3 separate regions of the Mus musculus genome follow, and all the other regions are linked to region 2. The links are chromatin contacts, called in public Hi-C and promoter capture Hi-C maps. All regions are on one chromosome and are shown on one strand. Each heading gives the region's core, a stretch centred on a gene start, on an enhancer-like site or on the middle of the called end of the contact. The rest is flanking DNA. Distances are from core to core; before and after follow the strand shown. Region 1 overlaps Tsc22d1 (TSC22 domain family, member 1). Region 2 holds the start of Gtf2f2 (general transcription factor IIF, polypeptide 2). Region 3 overlaps Tsc22d1 (TSC22 domain family, member 1).

Region 1 (3,474 bases), core at 665-3,164, 470 kb before region 2:
AGGAATTCACTGATAAGTGGATATTAGCCCAGAAACTTAGAATACCCAAGATAACAATTTGCAAAACACATGAAACTCAAGAAGAAGGAAGACCAAAGTGTGGATACTTCGTCCCTCCTTAGAATGGGGAACAAAAGACCCATGGAGGGAGTTACAGAGACAAAGTTTGGAACTGAGACGGAAGGAAGGACCATGCAGAGACTGCCCCACCCGGGGAGCCATCCCATAATCAGCCACCAAACGCAGACAGTTGCATACGCCAGCAAGAATTTGCTGACATGACCCTGATATAGCTGTTTCGTGTCAGGCTATGCCAGTGCCTGGCAAATACAGAAGTGGATGCTCACAGTCATCTATTGGATGGAACACAGAGCCCCCAATGGAGGAGCTAGAGAAAGCACCCAAGGAGCTGAAGGGGTCTGCAACCCTGTAGGAGGAACAGCAATATGAACTATCCAGTACCCCCAGAGCTCATGTCTCTAGTTGCATATGTAGCAGAAGATGGCCTAATCGGCCATTATTGGGAGAAGAGGCTCTTGGTCTTGCAAAGATCATATGCCCCAGTTCAGGGGAATGCCAGGGCCAGAAAGTGGGAGTGGGTGGGGTGGGGAGCAGGGCGGGGGGAGGGTATAGGGGACTTTCGGGATAGCATTTGAATTGTAAATGAAGAAAATATCTAATAAAAATTGTTTAAATAAAAAAATTAAAGGAATTAACAAACATCTCTAATAACATTCCTAAATGTAAATTGAAAGATGAAACTTAGTTGAAAGGACAAAATCCAACTAGCTGCTGTCTCACGGGAAAGGGTCTCCTAGACAAAGACTGAAAGCACGAAGTCAGTTTACTAAGCAAATGGAAGCCTAAATTAGCAAGCAATCCAGCGCACGCACACACACACCATACACACACCACACAGATACACATCAAGGCTGGATACCTTAGAAAGGAAACGTCTAGACAAAATCAGAAAAGTAACGAAGGCAGATTCACCAGTGGACAGAAATAAAGGGCAGATAGATTCCGACAGGAACAACCCATTCTCATCAAGAAGTCGTCCAGACTAAAAGCCAATGAAGAAACTTGGGTTGATCTACAGCACTGATGTATTTACCAGAACACTGCGCCCAAGGCTGCAGAAGACCTTCTTCTCAGTAGTTCCGGAGCTTTCTCCAAAATGCATCACATTTTAGGTCACAATGAGACTACACACACACACACACACACACACACCACACACACACACACACACCACACCACACCACACCACACACACACACACCACACACACACACACACACACCACACACCACACACACATACATACCACACACACACACACACACCACACACACACACACACACACCACACACACCACACACACACACCACACACACACACCACACACACACACCACACACACACCACACACACACACACACACCACACACACACCCCCCCCACAGACACACACCACACACACAGACACACACCACACACAGACACACAACACACACACACACACACACACCCACACACACACACCACACACACACACACACACACTCCCCTGAAATGGTTCCTTGTCTCGAATCAGATCACAGTGGAACAAGACTTGGATTTAGCAGTAAGAGAAACCACAATAGCCACACAAATACTTGGAGATTGAACAATATTGTCTAGAACAGTCATTAAATCAAAAGGAAGATTTTGAGGTTCTAATAATCAAGTGAAAATGAAAGCATGACTTAGCTCTGGCTTGTAGCTGAGGCAGCTCCAAGATGAAAGGTCATAGTTCTAAGTACTTACATTAAAAAAAAAAAAAATCAGGTGGAGGGAGGGGTGGGGTGGGGTGGGGAGGGGTGGAGGCAGGGAGCTGGCAGGCAGGTGAAGGTACTTGCTGGCCAGGCAGGTGACCTGAATTTGTCCCCTAGAGCTGGCATGGTCTAAGGAGAAGGCAGAGGGCACTGCAGCAAGTTACCCTTTGACCTCTGTGTGTTCTGTGGCATGCGCACATAGACAGACACACATAAATAAATAAATAAATAAATAAATAAAATTAAAAAAATAACTGGAGAGGTCCCAAGTCAATAAATTAATGATGGACTTCCAGGTCTTAGAAAACAAGAAGAAGTCCAACCCCAAAGCTGTGGACAGAAAGAAAGAACGATGGAGCCAGAAGCCTGAAGAAATGCGAACACGTTGGTTCTTTGAGAAACATAAAATTAACAACCTTTTATCCTGACTAACCAAGGGAAAGAAAGACCTAAATGAATAGCTGAGATCAAATTCCAGTAAATTCAAATGGAATGCAAATGAGCACTAGTGTTTTGAAAATTATAACAAACAAACAAACAAATTTATGGAAGAAATGGAGATGCTGAAGTACAGAGCGCCGACCAAAAACTCAAGTCAGTGGGCACCAGCAAGCTGAGCAGATCCGCAACAAGCAATGATACTGAAAGAGCAACAGAAAGACAGTCCAGGCTTGGAGGCTCTCACTGCTTTTACCACTTTTAATAAACTGAGAGCTAACTGAGGGTCTGCAAACAATTCCATTAGGGCAAAGTCCCTTGACCTGAAGGGGGCCTGAGGACTTCACTACATTACAGGGAACTCTACCAAAGCCGCTTCTAGGAAGCCACTACTATTGTGCTATCAAAACCAGATAAGGATGGGGACACACATAGATGCTCGATTATGCGCTCAAGCAACCCCCCCACACACACACCACAGACAGACACACACACACACACCATACACACACCACACAGACACACATCAAGAATCCAGATGAACAATAGCACACACAAAATTTCAATAAGTACTTGCAAACCAATTTTCAGGAAACAGTAAGATCACAGCTACCATGACCACAGTGGCTTCCTTCTAGGGAATACAGAGATCAACAAAGGCAAATCAGTGAAGGACCACACTGGATGGCTTCCTCCACGGGAAGGAAAACACCTTGTCCTTGCTGGAGTAGAGATCTACTCTGCTTATGCCATTTGCCATTCCTGAATGTGACGCTTTTGCCAAAACCACCACCGGAGGACTGACAGAATGCCTTCCTTCTCCACCATCACAGCACGCTACACGGTATTGCTTCTGACCAGAGCAGTGCCACAGTGGCCCACCCGCCTTCCCATGCTCCCCACCCCCCTGAAGTAGCTGGCCTGACAGACAGATGGGATGAACTGCTGAAGACACAGTTACAATGCCACTCATTTAGGGGACAGCAGCTACAACCAACCAGTGTTGGCAAAGCTGTCAGAAGCATCTAGTGGGGAAACACAGAGCTTTTAATAGAAGATTCTGGAAGAAATAGGAAGAAATAGGATATCCACATGAAAAAGAATTAAACCAATCCCTAACTCCAGCCCCTTTCCCTCCCCCCGCCCCCATTCCTCATACTCATACACACACACACACACACACACACACACACACACATCAATTCAAAACTGATAAAT
Region 2 (3,421 bases), core at 735-3,234:
GCTGAGCCACACCACAACTAGAAACAGGTTCAAATATCCTGTAACAGTGGTCTATGAGGAGATATCTTATCTAAACCATTATATCTCTGAGCCATTATAGCCATGAGCTTTGTTAAGTTGGACGGTTTACCTGTGTATGTTCAATGTAAATACTTTATCTTTAAAGCCATTCCTGGGGTGTGCCAGGCTCCTTTGTGTTCTTCTCACATATACTTGAACCAAGACTAAAGCACTTCTCATAGGCTCACCTTTTAACACTTTAGGCCTGTTTCCAAGCTGTTATAAGAGAATGCAACTTTTCTTTCCAATGAGTGCCTGGTCTTTTCCATCACATTAGTTTTGCCAGCAGATCTCAGAGACCTGACAGTTTTCCCAGCCCTTATGCTGCACAGATATAGACTCTCTGCAGTTTTGTGCATAGCTCTGGTGTGTGATTCAATAAATTACTTGCCATTCTTCCAATACCTTACTGCTTGTTTCTCTTCAGCAAATGTTCATTCAACCAAAGCCTACTGACATCCCACAGTATGTCAAACACTGTGCTGGGTGCTGTGCATATAAAATGAATAAAACACTATTTTGTATTTGTCCATTCTGCTTCAGCAAATCTGGGGCAAAAACAGTACTTTTGTCTAGGAGTTCAGTCAGTAGTGTAGAAAACAAAGATAAACACGCCTCTCATGGTACAGCGTTAAGCATCACACACTATCATATGGGGAAACAGAACTTTATCTAGGGGGACTCTCTTTTCTGTGTGGTCTTTATTTCATTTCCACTTGTCTGTGTTTATAAGTAGAAGTTTGCCAAAGGACAGGGCCAGTGTAAAGATCAGGGAAAGCAGGGCATCTAAGGCACAGGAATTGGTTTGAAAGAGGCTCTGAAATGGTAAGAGGAAGGTCCTGGAGTCTTCAAGCAGGTGGATGGGCTTGGTGTGGAATCCTGTGTGGAACAGAGAGTATAGGAAGGATCAAACCCAAAGGACTCAGTTGAAGCACAGGGTAGAATTTCATTCCAAAGGCAAGTGGGGGAGGAAATTACCAAATGAAGACTCAGGAGCTAGAAGCTGCGGTGAAAGCCTGCTAACTCTGAGAGGCAGAAAAAGTACTCAGCTGACCTTCCCACTCCACCGACTTCTCAGAAGGAAAAGCCCCTTCTCCTTCATGCACTCTTAAATACCCTTCACCTCAAACTCTCTCCTTTCTCTTGCTCATGTTCACTCTCTTGTCAGCTGGCTACTTGCTCTGCCGCCTGATCTAGGGTTGACTTTATTTAGCTCTTGGATTAATGTGCGCGCTAGGTAGGGGTGAGCCAGGCTACCTATACTTGTTTACAGTAAACAGAAAGTTCTAGGATCAAAGGCTGAGCCACAGTTATTAACAGATTCTTCCAGTTCACAATCTCAGGGCTCATAATGTGATCCAATATCCTGCAACCGGAAACTGTTTAAGCAGGGCAGTTGGATAATCAGATCTGTTTCTTACATGGTGGGTCTTACCAACTCAATTAGATGGCATTCAGGTTTCGGCGTCTGAAAGAGTGTATGCTGCTTGCACGGTGTGAATTGATTTTTATGCCTCGAAAAGGCATGTGTCCAGCATACTCACTTGTACTCTAGTGCCCACTTGTGCCAATGTTAATTGGGCCAAGAAAGTGACTTTTTTTACCCCCAAGTCTGTCCTTAAAATGCCTAGCTTCTTTATCTAGGGTTGGGTATAAATACACACAGCTTTTGTCTGTCTAAACCTTAATCTTTCCACTTTGTCACCTTTGCTGTAAACGCACGGTTCAGGATTAGGCTCTTCCTTTCCCAGCACTCGAATCCCAAGATTGCACGTTGCCGGGAGTCACGCCCATCTAGGAAATTGCCGGAGCAGGAAGTTTGTCCCTCTCGGCGCGCTGTCCTGACGTAGTCGTGCGCAGGCGCAGTTCTTCATTCGGCGGCGTGTTCTTCTCATCTAAGTTCCTGGTTCCCGGGCTGTGTGCGACGCCGGCTTTTCGCGGTCTACTTACTCCCTTGGCCGGCTCTGGACTGTCGCTCTCTGCCTTTCAGCGCCGGGACCACTGCTTGTGCGCGCACTGCACGCCTCCTCACGCGACAAGCTCATGGCGGAGCGCGGGGAACTCGATCTGACGGGCGCCAAACAGAACACCGGCGTGTGGCTGGTCAAGGTGAGTGAGACGCGAGCCCCGCGGGGCGCTTCCGAAAGTTCTGGGTCCGTCTTGCTCGGGCCACCGCTGTTCTGAGAAGCGGGTCGCTGTTGCGTCCGTTTGCAGGTTGGAGAAGTTACTTTAGGGGACACAGGGCGTCTTTCAGGCCGTCTCTCAATTTCATCCGCCCACCATGGAACTAACTCTCTTTACCGCCAAGACCTGGCCTTCCTGGAGTCCTGACCCGGTGGTCCCCGAGTGGGCAGTACATTTACCCCAGGTCGGAAAAGTCCTTGCGGTTTTCTTTTTGGTAAGGTTAACTTTAGTTATGAACGTGTATAAATTACTTGAATAGATATTCCGTACAGTTTTCTGGACCACAAAGTGGAGCTGGTCCCTGTGTACTCTGTTGTTTTGAAACAATCTCTCTGTGTAGACTTGGCTAGCCTGGAACTCGCCATGTAGACTCCTGTCGCTTTACACGGCTAGTGTTGCCTGGGTTGGTAATTCAATTGGAGCCTTCGAAAGACCTAGAAGTTCTGAATTCAAAGAGAAGTTGTTGACTTCGTGTTTTTAAAGAGCGAGTTTAGGATTCATGAAACCAACCAGCAGTAAATGTTTTAAGTGGTCATGCGGCAGACCTCGTTTGCCCCAGTGGTCGCCATCTATTCGGGTCACTTTTTTTTATATGGGGTGGGAGGCTCTGTGGGGAATCTCATTCTGAAAAACCATATTTAAATGGGATCATGAAAGTTTCCCAAACTTGTTTTTTAAATGGTTTATCTTTGTAATGAGTGTTTTAAGTCCATGGCTGAGTTCTCATCAAGACAAAGTGTTTCTTCCTGTCCTTTTCTCTGAAACAGCTCTCGTCGTTTGCCAGCACAGCAGACTATGTTAAGTTCTTCAAACCCCTGAACAGTTTCTAGTGCTCCTTTGTACCTGTCTGTATCTATTGTTGATGCCCCTACCCCCAAGTCACTTTCTTTGCACTTTGATTAGTGTTTGGCACATATTACTTTTCCAATATGTGATGAATATAAGAAATTGAAAAGGCACACGCCTTTAATTCCAGCACTCGGGAGGGAGAGGCAGGTGAGTGAGTTCCAGGACAGCCAGAGCTATACAGAGAAACCCTGTCTCGAAAAACCAAAAAGAAAAAGAAAAGGCTGTATGTCAAAGAGACACAAACTAAAGTGGGTAGGAGTTAGTCCTGTCAGTTTCATCGGCGGGCGATTAATGAAACACACCTCTGGGTGTTTCTGGTGCTGTTTCT
Region 3 (3,503 bases), core at 18-2,517, 450 kb before region 2:
CCGTCCCACCTCTTCTACCCGAGCCTCTGCTTGGCAGTTTGCTAGAAAAGGCCTTTGTGAGAGATCAGGCTGCTAGACGGCTCCTGCAGGTACCAAGAAGCAGCTCCCAGCAGTGTGGTAGGAAAGCCAGTGTAACTCATGAAGGAAGAGCGTGACTCACTAGGTCTACGGTTCTTACAGTCGGGCTCTTGAGGGACATTCTGGCTACAATGCATTCTGTTGACCTGACGGGCAGTTCCATGGTTAGCACTCTGAACATGATCTGACCATCGAAGGAAAAGTATAAATTATTCACTAAAGGCTGTTAGAACAACTGGGAGCCAGAAAAGTAAACAGACACAGAGTCAGACAGAGACACAGGAAAAGAGAGACAGAAACTGACAGACAATTTGGCCCCCAAGTGGGCCAAAAAAAAAAAAAAAAAAGGATAATTTTCTTTTATCCTTGAGTAAGTCTTGACTCTGAGCTCCAATTATGGAGGAGAACTTTGAAAAATTTTACTATATAAAAAAAAAAGACATAACCTCTGCATGAGCTAAACACAGGACCCACCATAAACAAACTTACAACAGCCAACTGTCAAACAGGGAGAAATATTTACTACTTTTCATATCATGTATAAAAGTCCAACACCAACAAAAAAATCCTGGCAGCGTACAAATAAAATACACATATAAAGAGAACTTTAGCAAAGAGCATGTGAGTCAGAATCGCTCTGTGCAGCGATTCTGAATCGCTCAGGTCCAGTCGTGCAAAAACACAGCAGTAAGAAAACAGATTCTCATGCATTGTGTCTAAGTAAACTACAACTCTCAGGCTGGGTGGTGGTGGTGGCGCACGCCTTTAATCCCAGCAGTCGGGAGGCAGAGGCAGGTGGATTTCTGTGAGGTGAGGTCAACTGAGTGAGTTCCAGGAGAGCCAGGGCTACACAAGGAACTAGGGGGGGGGGGGGGACTCCACTGGGCATTTAACTCACACAAATGCAAATGCACTTAGGAAAGGGCAGGTGCAAAGTCACTCTTTACAGAATTCCATTTGTAGTAGAAAAGGCCTAAATATGAAAGGGTAACTAAGGAACAAAGGGACTGTCAAGGGACAGGACGAGCCAGCTGTGGTGACATCCTAGGAGATCCAGAACAGGACAGACAGGAGGCCAGCCTGGGCTGCACAACAAAAACTAAGAAGCTGTTTGCTGTCTGGAAAGGCTGCAGTGGAGAACAGGACAGGCACGATGACGTGTAGTCTGATGGTTGCCATCGTGTACAGAAAGCATCCACAAGAACACGCAGCAGGCAAATGTCTTCTCACGCGCTTGCTCTACAACAGCTTTTCAAGTGAATGGCTGCAACAGAAACTGAGGCTGATTCAAACAATGGGGGTGGGGAGGGGGCTCACACCCTAAAAGCAGGTTTTTAAACATGTTAGCTAGAATGCAATGTCCCTGAAGTGATATGTTTACTCGGTCTGCAGATTTTTGATATTTATACTGCTAAAAAAAAATTAAATTACAAACAAAGCCAGTTTCATGCTGAACATCATTACTACGCCTGAGAATCTTGGAGGGCACTAGAATAGGTCAACACTACCAGCTCTCTGCTACAGTTTTTCTTCATTCTCCTTGTCTGACTTTAAAAGGTCTCTTAATGTCCAAAGTGTTCCTGAGGACCTGAGGCTCACACAGGCATGTACCAGGAGGGTGACAGGCACTATTTACACGGCAGCCAGACGAGCATCCAATCGCAAACACAGCTAGGCTACTTTCGAAGTACACTCAGTGGCTGCATTATATCAAATAAACGATATTCTTCCTTGTCACAAGAAGCAAACGTCCCAAGTGAAATACTATTTGACTTCTATTTGTGGAAAAACTCAGTGTGCCACCTTAGAAAAGCCCCGGTCCAAAATCCAATAGGAAAGAATTTGGCAGAGGAGCGGGCAGCTTCCTCCCTCAAAGCCAGGCTCGCCCAGGATCCGCTCCTCGTTTCTCTTTTTATGTCTTAGATTCAGCAACACTACTATCAACGGGAGCATCTCAAAGCAGAAAACGAAACACTCCATCTCACACTGCACCATGGAGGATGAAGGGAGAAAGGGGCTGGAGCCTCTCCCCAAGTCTTCACTGTTGGGTGCCACGCCCCTCTTCTTCCGGCCACCCCCTCATTTCTCAGCTCTCCCATGCCAATCAAGCTATAAAAAGCAACTGACCATGGCAGCTGTCAGATCCATCACACCCTCTCTGACTTAGGATTTGCACACACGTGTTTGTTTGTGTGTGTGTGTGTGTGTGTGTGTGTGTGTGTGTGTGTGTGTACAGCACGTGATAAGATTGTCTGCCTATGTATTAAGTCTGATTTATGGATCGTTTTCACTATTAACCTGTGCTCCAAAAAACCTCAAGTTCAGGAACATGATGAAAACCATAGTTACTTTAAGAAAATACTCCCTTCTCATTAAACATTACTAAAAACACTTTGAAAACTGGAATCGTAGGCAGCACCATCCTTGATCCATGAAACCCAAGCTCCTTTCTTCCAGCCCAATGGCACAAATGGAGTATCAGTGACAAGTTTAAAGAAAAAAAAAAGTTTGAAGTCCCCGAAAACCTAATGTGGTGGCACACACCTGTCATTCCAGCACAAAAGGGGTTAAGGCAGGAGACTCTTAAGTTCAAGACCAGCCTAGGCTGTGAAGTGAGGTTATGTCTCCTAAGACAAACACAAAATTGCCTGTACACAATAACTGGCTCTGTCAAAATGGAATAACTGGGCTTAATATGAATCCACAGACTGTTCTTCTCATTAGATTCTAGGAATCTTTCTTTCTTTTTTTCTATTTATTTTTTTATTTTTGTTTTTTCGGGACAGGGATTCTCTGTAGACCAGGCTGTCCTTGAAATCCACCTGCCTCTGCCTCCCAAGTGCTGGGATTAAAGGTGTGCACCACCACTGCCCAGCACCTTCTTTCATTTCTATTTAGAGACTTAACTAGAGACCACAGCCAAGGATGGGTGAGGGGCTTGCTTTAACCTAACACTGTAAAATTCAGAAAAAGCTATCTGACCCGATTTCTATTTCTTCCCTGCCTCCCCCCCCCCCCCCCCCCCCGAGACAGGGTTTCTCTGTGTAGCCCTGGCTGTCCTAGAACTCACTCTGTAGACCAGGCTGGACTCGAACTCGGAAATCCGCCTGCCTCTGCCTCCCAGGTGCTGGGATTAAAGGCATGCACCACCGCCGCCCGACTGATTTCTATTTCTTAATCATGGCATTAAGATGGTAGTAAAAATTATGGACTGGTAAGGCTAGAATTTATTTTTATATGCAAATCACTTTGATTTCAAAGGGCTGTATGTGAAAAAAAACTCAATTTTTTAATTATACCGTTACCCAGTTATCTGCAATAGACTGATGTATTTGGTGCAGTAAGAAAATACTAGAATTTGGTACTTGAAGTTTAGGGAAACTGACAATTGCTTTCCTTTCTATTTACATACTGTAAATACCCAA

The links. Promoter capture Hi-C pulls out the DNA fragments that hold promoters and counts their contacts. A called contact is a pair of places that touch in the nucleus more often than the background predicts.
Region 1: a promoter capture Hi-C map of liver shows a contact between it and region 2, with 2.2 times the contacts expected there. The contact joins the enhancer-like site here to the promoter of Gtf2f2 in region 2. A contact is called at or near these places in 2 of 39 promoter capture datasets (the 3T3-L1 cell line and liver), 1 of 484 Hi-C or Micro-C datasets (palatal mesenchyme) and 1 of 9 other capture datasets (adipose tissue).
Region 3: a Hi-C map of embryonic stem cells shows a contact between it and region 2, with 1.9 times the contacts expected there. The contact joins the enhancer-like site here to the promoter of Gtf2f2 in region 2. A contact is called at or near these places in 5 of 39 promoter capture datasets (the 3T3-L1 cell line, 3T3-L1-derived adipocytes, cranial neural crest and 2 more), 2 of 484 Hi-C or Micro-C datasets (embryonic stem cells and palatal mesenchyme) and 1 of 9 other capture datasets (adipose tissue).

What each region holds. Positions count from the first base shown.
Region 1 is chr14:76,482,356-76,485,829 of GRCm38.p6, reverse strand. All of the region lies in intron 1 of Tsc22d1 (TSC22 domain family, member 1), which reads right to left. Among named protein-coding and RNA genes, the nearest start is that of 4930444M15Rik, 37 kb to the left of the region's middle. Within about 2 kb of position 1,914, at least 10 of the 459 cell types and tissues checked have an H3K27ac peak or open chromatin away from gene starts, as enhancers often do. A contact at or near this core is called in liver, where this site is marked.
Region 2 is chr14:76,009,428-76,012,848 of GRCm38.p6, reverse strand. Gtf2f2 (general transcription factor IIF, polypeptide 2) reads left to right here and starts at 1,984. Exons shown (of 8, transcript NM_026816.3): 1 at 1,984-2,169. The coding sequence starts at 2,104. It overlaps Gm36429 (a long non-coding RNA gene), which reads right to left and starts at 2,103. Exons shown (of 2, transcript XR_383601.2): 1 at 1,766-2,103; 2 at 737-939.
Region 3 is chr14:76,459,080-76,462,582 of GRCm38.p6, reverse strand. All of the region lies in intron 1 of Tsc22d1 (TSC22 domain family, member 1), which reads right to left. Among named protein-coding and RNA genes, the nearest start is that of Tsc22d1, 45 kb to the right of the region's middle. Within about 2 kb of position 1,267, at least 7 of the 459 cell types and tissues checked have an H3K27ac peak or open chromatin away from gene starts, as enhancers often do. A contact at or near this core is called in embryonic stem cells, where this site is marked.